Regions from separate parts of the Mus musculus genome. Here region 1 is linked to region 2. A link is a contact called in public Micro-C data. All regions are on one chromosome and are shown on one strand. Each heading gives the region's core, a stretch centred on a gene start, on an enhancer-like site or on the middle of the called end of the contact. The rest is flanking DNA. Distances are from core to core; before and after follow the strand shown.

Region 1 (3,633 bases), core at 484-2,983, 200 kb before region 2:
ACTGGCTCTCCCATTCTTGACAAAATACCAGTGCAAGGCCCATGACCTCTCTGAGTCTTGAGCCCCTCATTTGTAGCCCCAGAGCTCAGGGCATGGGTGAACACCATGCAGCAGGGAGTGCTTAGCTGGGTAGGGAGGGTGTGTTCCTTCAGCAAACAGCACTGGGAAAGCTGGTGTCCACAGGTAGAAAATGAAATGATGCCAACATCTGTCATCCTGTCCCCAACGCTGCCCCCCCACCCCCGCGCAAAAAACAAAACCAACTCCAAGTGGGTCAAAGACCTCACTGTGAACCCTGGATTGTAGAAGAAACTAGTAAAAGAAAACACAGGATATGAATAAGGGAAGGGGTTTCTGAGGAGGCTTCCATTTGCCTGGAACTAAGGCCATCATGTGACAAATGGGACCTTATAAAATGTAAACGCTTCTGTCTGCAGAGGAAGCCATCAACCAAGGAAACCCAAAGGCCAGAAGAGGATCTTTGCCAACTACACATCTCATAGAGGATTAATATTCAGAACATGTAAAGGGCTAGAAACACAATCAAGGGCTGGAGAGATGGCTCAGAGGTTCAGAGCAATTCCCAGCAACTGCACGGTGTCTCACAACCATCTCTAATGGGATCTGATGCCCTCTTCTTGAATGTAGGTGTACATGGGATTGAGCACTCATATACATAAAATAAATAAGTAAATCTTTTTAAAAGATTTAAGAAAAAAAAAAACAATAAAGAAAACAGATGAGAAAGCTTAAAAAAAAAAAAAGAGTATAGTCCCGAACATAGAGTTCTCAAAAGAAGAAGCAAAAATGGCTAAGAAATATCTCAAAAATTGCTCAAGGTCCTTAGCAATCAGGAAAAGGCACATTGAAACTACTTGGAGATCTCCCTCACCCCTGTCAGAATGACTGACATCAAGGATGTGAGGAAAGAGGAATACGTACCCCTTCTGATGGCCTCCCAAACTTCTATTGCCAACGTGGAAATCGCTGTGGAGTATCCCCAAAAAGCTCAAGGTGCATCTGCCACATGACCCAACAATCCCGCTCCTTGGCACGCGCCAAAAGGACCCAAAAGGACTCTATTGCCTCTCTATTCATATAAACTAGGAAATTGAAACAACAGAAATGTGGAGGAGGAAGGGGCGGGGAGGGGGGGGAAGGGGAGGGAAGGAGGGGAGGGGAGGGGAGGGGAGGGGAGGGGAGGGGAGGGGAGAGAGGGGAGGGGAGAGAGGGGAGAGAGGGGAGAGAGGGGAGGGGAGGGGAGAGAGAAGAGGGGAGGGGAGAGGGGGAGGGAAGGAGTGGCTCGGCCAGAGGTTCAACTGCTCTACATTTACATCTGAATCATGCAGGTGTCCCTCTAAACATACGGTTGATATAAACTTAGCAACAAAATGCCTGGTCACTGTCATTCCTTGCTGTTGCTGCTATAGGTGCTCTGGGGGGCTCTGCCCTTCCCCCACTAGACTCCGAAGAGCTTCATTCCATTCCCTGGAGCTACAGCAATGTTTAGTTTCAATAGCTACCCAGAGGATAGTAGATGAGACGGGCAGACTCCATTTCTCTCCTCCCCAACCCCAGTACCAGCTCTGCTGAGAGGTCTCCAGACAAACTCTTCTTTGGTGACCAGGATTTCCACCTAACGGGGCAGCCACCACTTCTGGAACACTTGTTTTGCCACTCATCTGTCAACATGTCAGTGGGGAGCTGTGATTTCCTTACTCACCGTTTAGCCCACCTTTGGAACCGTGCTTAGGACAGTAGAGCTCACACATCTATTTCGTAGGACAAACACGTGATAACATAAACAGATGGCTCCGTGCAATACCAGTCGTGACCAACAGAGGGCGCTCTATCCAGAGATCGATAAATAAGTGGTGTGTGGCTTTTGTATGCCCTACTTAACTCTCTGCTTTGAAGCTTCCCAGTAGCTCCTAGCACGACTGTAGCAGTATGACAGGCCCCCATTTGGACTGGGAAAAAATGGCTTCTTCATTTTGAAGACTGAAGTGCAGGTCTACCAAGGTAGTAAAAGGTATAAATAACTCCACAGCAGACTCATCAGAATCTTTATCGGGCACTAAGCGAGAGAGTCACCCACTGAACCTGTCCCATGCAAGTCGCGATGTGTGTTGTTGTGTCTGTGTGTGTCTCTGAGTAAGTGTGTATGTGTTTGTTAAGCCAGAGTTCAAAAATTGGGCGTTTTCCTCAATTATTGTCCATTTTATTCTTTGAGACGGTTTCTGTTTTGCTAGACTGGCTGGTCAGTGAGCCCTGAGATAGATCATCTCCGACCCCCAGCACCAGAGTTACAGAGACATTCTTTCCTACCTGGCTGAGGTTTGTGGATGTTGGGAATCCAAACAGGGATTTCATGTTTGCACAACAGACAATTTACTCCCACTGCTATCTCCCCAACCCACTGTTGAATCTTTAAAGAGCACTTTGCCAACCTCACAAAACACAGGTAGAGTTGAGAGCAGGGCTGCATTCGATCTTTCTGAGCTTCAGTTTTCTTAATTACTTTGTAGCTTTGATTTTCGGTTTCCTCTGACTTGAAACATTGTATTAGATTCAGGAAGTACATAAAACTTACAAGACCCAGGAAGCTCCTGAAACTTTCAAGATCCACAAAGGCCCTCCCCAAGGTGGTATAAACAGTAGCAATTGTTGTGAGAGAAGTCTCTCCCACTTAGCTCCTTCAAGTCCTACAGTAAGCTCTAGAGATAGGGCTTTTCTGAGTCACTGCCTATGCTGGAAGGGGCTTTTGTCATGATTCAGCCGCCTCTGAGCTATCCATGCTCCTATAAGTAGCCTCTATGAACTTATTATTTGCTAAGATAGACACAGGTGGAACAGTTTCTTCAGTCTGTCATTAGTGTCCTGTCTGGGGTAAAGAGAGGTTTGCTCATATCTTTCTCCCATGGAGAAGTCCCACAATACCTGGTATACCTGAAGGAGGGGAAAGTGGCTTTTAGGGTCCCTTTGGATGCAAAATCCTATTTTCAGCAACTAGAGAAAGACTTTGTCCTTCAGAGTGGCTGAAGGTTATTAGAATCACACCACCAGCACAGAGGGGGGAAAAATAAAGGTCCCCAGAAGGCTGGGGATCTAAAAATAACAGTGTAGAGCTGCCAACCCGTCACTCTCCTCTTTGGGATGTCTGTCAGGGTGTCTTTGTCAATCTACACTCCAGTTCAGAGACTGCACAGGAGGTGATCCTGTGAGTGCCACTCACTCAGCCTGACAGGTATTCTGCTGGGACAATTCTGACACAGCACCTGAGACAGATACCTGGTCCTGGTTTTTCAGAGAGATCGTGGTTTGGGCTACCTCCAGAAAATAGAGCTGTTCTGTAGGGAACCGCGTTCCCCTAACATTGCCAAGGAAAAAGATTCATGAAGAAATATTTTCTGCTCTTCATCCCTTTCAAGGAGACTCAGACCCCTGAACCACCCCCCAGGGTTGGCCTCAACAACTTCCCAACTCCATCTACGGAGTCAAACATTTAGCTCATCTAGAATCACCAAGGATAATACGTTTGGCCAAATGCCTGGGAATCCTGTGGCCCAACCAAGTGGCCACACAGAGTCATTCACCACAACACAGGATACAACGCTTTCAAGCTTGGCTGTT
Region 2 (3,301 bases), core at 366-2,865:
GATTGCTGACTGCACAGCCTTGGGTTGGGGGGCATTGACCAATCCCTGAAGCTGCTTTCTCTCTCCCTTCGGGAGTGAATAAACAGTCAGGGAGGCTGGGTAGAGCTTTCCTGCCCCTGGGGGAAAGTGTGTGTGAAAATAAGGCTATCTACAACAAGCTTAAATATCACCTGGAGCAGAGATGGAGACAGCTAGAAAGATGTCTGCCTCTGCAGTTAAGAGCCTTGCTCTTCCAGAAGATCTGAGATCAACTTCCAGCACCCACATAGCATCTGTTATGTTAGCTTCTGTTACACAGAAGTATCTGTAACCCCAGTTCCAGGGGATGCGACACCCGCTCCAGCCGCCAGGCACACATGCAAGAAAAACACCCATACTTATGTAAAATGAAATAAAAATTATTGTTTCTAAAAAGGCCCTGTGACCAGACCACACAGGTCCGTTGGAGCCATCAGAGAGGCAATGGGACCAGGATTGTACCAATCGGGAAGACTACAGTGTATACACACACACACACACACACACACACACACACACACACACACACACACAGAGGCGGGTAATCTGGATGGACGAGGGCAGTGTGTGAAAAAGAGCAGAACCATTAAGATTGCACAATCCTGCCCGGCTTCTTACTCAGCCGCCTGTCTGGAGCCTGAACCCGGCTCTGCCTGTTGGGGGCGCTGTGACTTGTGTGATTGACATCAGAGTGGATGGTGTGAGCCCTGTGGGGCTGCATTGGGGTTTATTTGGCATACAGCCGCGTGAGCAGGATGCTATTACAGCGGTATAATTGGTTTCTCAAAGGTGATTTACTCCTCTTGTTAGCAGACTGGAGTGGTTGAGGATTTCAATCTACTAACATTTAGATTGCCTCAGGAGGGAGGCCAGCGAGTCCTGCCTGCAACACATTTTAAATGCCCTGCAGCCAGCTTCCCCGCTGCAGATTCTGGGCGGAATGCTAATGGGTCCCGATTCCATCCCAATGACCTTAGCTGGGGTAGCAGAAGCTAGACCTTGTCCTCCACCTCAGAGAAAATGGGGGTATAGCTCTCTGCAAGGTGAGCATGACCTGTTTACTCGTGTACCCTGGAATCAATCCTGCAGCCCAGCACACAAGTGACCCTTGAGATTGGACGGTAGGTTAGCCGGTGCGTGCGCGCATGCGCGCTCGCCCCTTCACTTACCCACCCACTTGCCACAATGGAATTGTAAAACCCTTTGGGGTAGGTGGGAAATGAGAAAAGGCAGAGAGAAGACAAAGGAAACAATCTGTGACTCAAGGCGTCTGTGTTCTGGGGCTGTGTGATCTGTAAACTAGCACTGATGAGACAGGAGTAGATGAGCTGGAAGCATCGATGAGAAAGATCAGAAAGCGCCAAGCGGCAGACCATGCCAGAACAAAACCAGATCCACTGGGGTCCTCGACGGTCCCTGCACAGGCCTGACACGCCCGCTACCCCATAGATGCAAAGCGGTGCTGGGTCAGCTGGTTCTGAAAAGTTTCTACTGAGGGAATTCCTAGCGTTTCAAAATTTGAAAGTAGGGTCGGAGATACAGCTCTGCTGGTAGTGCCTGGCTAGCCTGTTCTATCCCCATCGCTGGGTGTGGTGGCACACCCTGAAATCCCAGTCCTAGGGAGGTTGAAGCAAGATTAGAAATTCAAGATCACTCCCAAGTGTGTAGGAAACTTGGCACCAGCTTGGAGTACATGAAGCCACCAGGGGTGGTTGGGAGCCTTAAAGTTCTAAAGAGGAGTTTGCATTCTAGAATAGGGCAGGCCTTGTCCATGGGACACTGTCCTTGTTCCTCTGGAGTGAAGCCACACCTGAGCTTGTTGGCTGGAATCTAACATGGACTGTCCCCTGTTCCCAGGGTACCTAAGAGCCAAAAACAGGTATAGATGCTTCAGATCAAGTTCATAGCTCTGGCCTTGGCCTAACTCAGGCTCTGAGCAGAGTCGCCCCTGTCATGGCAGAAAAGTAACTTTTTGTTCAATCTGATTTTAAATTACCCAGTGTATAAAATTGGGGTTGATCAAATTCCTAGACTTGGGAACTATAAATGGGTTCCTGGGGGTTGAGAGACAAATTCCATTTTGTGGGTGGGGCTAGAGCATCTGCTGGAGGCCAGTCTCCAGAAGCTAGTGAGGGACTCTGTGCAGGAAGAAACAGCTCTGGGCCCGGAAGAACCAGACAAGAGCCTGGCAGAAAAGGATGGGATCAAAGGCATGGGGCTGTGCCTGGCTTTTACATGGGTTGGGGCGGGGGAGGTCCAAACTTATGTCCTCACACTTGAAAATGACTAGGCCTGAACACAGCCCAAGGAACAGGCTTTCTGGACATTCCAGTTCTCTGTCCTTTAACCTCCAGCAAGTCTACACGTTCAAGAGGATTTTTGGTTTTGTTTGTTTGTTTCTGAGACATGATTTCTCTATATATACATTAAGCTATTTTTGTAACTCATAATCCTCCTGCCTCCACTTCCTGGATGTTGAAATTACAGGGCTATACCACCATGGCCAGATAAAAATGGTCTTTAAAGTTCTATTCGGGACCACAAGTAGGAGTTAGTTAAGTTCTGGGGAGTTCCTGTCTAGCCTCCATCCCGGAAGGACCGTGTTCACATCGTCAAGGTCACATGGAGTGACAGGGGTGGTTAGTGGCAAAGACCACTGAAGACTCCTCAGAGAGCCCCTGGTAGTGGCTGGCAGATGATAAGAACAGAGGAGACGGCTCCCTAGCTGTTCTGGTTCCTGAGGTGGCGACACCTTGGGAACATGCTGCTATGTGCTGCTGAAACAAAATGCCCGATAGACAAGGGACCAGCGGTCTAATTCATGTCCTTGCATTTGGCTGCCCCTGGCTGCCATGTGCGTCCCAATAGGTGACTTCATCCTGCCCAGGACAAGGATGGTGGAGTTCGTGCCATCTCTACACTACTCCAGAGAAAGCTAACATCCAAGGTCTCCTTGGCTGGGCCTCCCAGAGGCTCCAAGGGAAGACTCAACAGCCATATTTGCTTTCTTAATAGCCTTGAACCCCTACTGCCCTCTGCCAACCTTGGCGGCAGAAGAAAACTCAGAACATAGGAGTGAGGTCCCTGATGGACCTCTTGGCCTTCCTCCTTTCTCCAGTTCTCAGACCCTGATGCTTTCTCTCTTTTCCTTCTCAGATTCCCACTCCCTGACCCCCATCACCCTGGTGGCCTGTCCTCTCCCGCACTGCCCACCAGGATACTTAGGAGCCTCCAGGCTTTTAGCCATGATTTGTTAAGGAAATAGACAGAGGAGTCTCAATCC

The links. A called contact is a pair of places that touch in the nucleus more often than the background predicts.
Region 1: a contact with region 2 is called in a Micro-C map of embryonic stem cells, with 2.0 times the contacts expected there. The contact joins two enhancer-like sites. A contact is called at or near these places in 1 of 15 datasets of contacts at CTCF or cohesin (embryonic stem cells), 18 of 484 Hi-C or Micro-C datasets (LSK cells, cerebellar granule neurons, cerebellum and 7 more) and 4 of 115 datasets of contacts at active chromatin or transcription factors (embryonic stem cells and stem cell-derived neural progenitor cells).

The regions. Positions count from the first base shown.
Region 1 is chr12:105,257,196-105,260,828 of GRCm38.p6, reverse strand. No RefSeq gene overlaps it. Among named protein-coding and RNA genes, the nearest start is that of Tcl1, 36 kb to the right of the region's middle. Within about 2 kb of position 1,733, at least 11 of the 459 cell types and tissues checked have an H3K27ac peak or open chromatin away from gene starts, as enhancers often do. A contact at or near this core is called in embryonic stem cells, where this site is marked.
Region 2 is chr12:105,061,350-105,064,650 of GRCm38.p6, reverse strand. All of the region lies in intron 2 of Gm31829 (a long non-coding RNA gene), which reads left to right. Among named protein-coding and RNA genes, the nearest start is that of Gm31884, 15 kb to the right of the region's middle. Within about 2 kb of position 1,615, at least 8 of the 459 cell types and tissues checked have an H3K27ac peak or open chromatin away from gene starts, as enhancers often do. A contact at or near this core is called in embryonic stem cells, where this site is marked.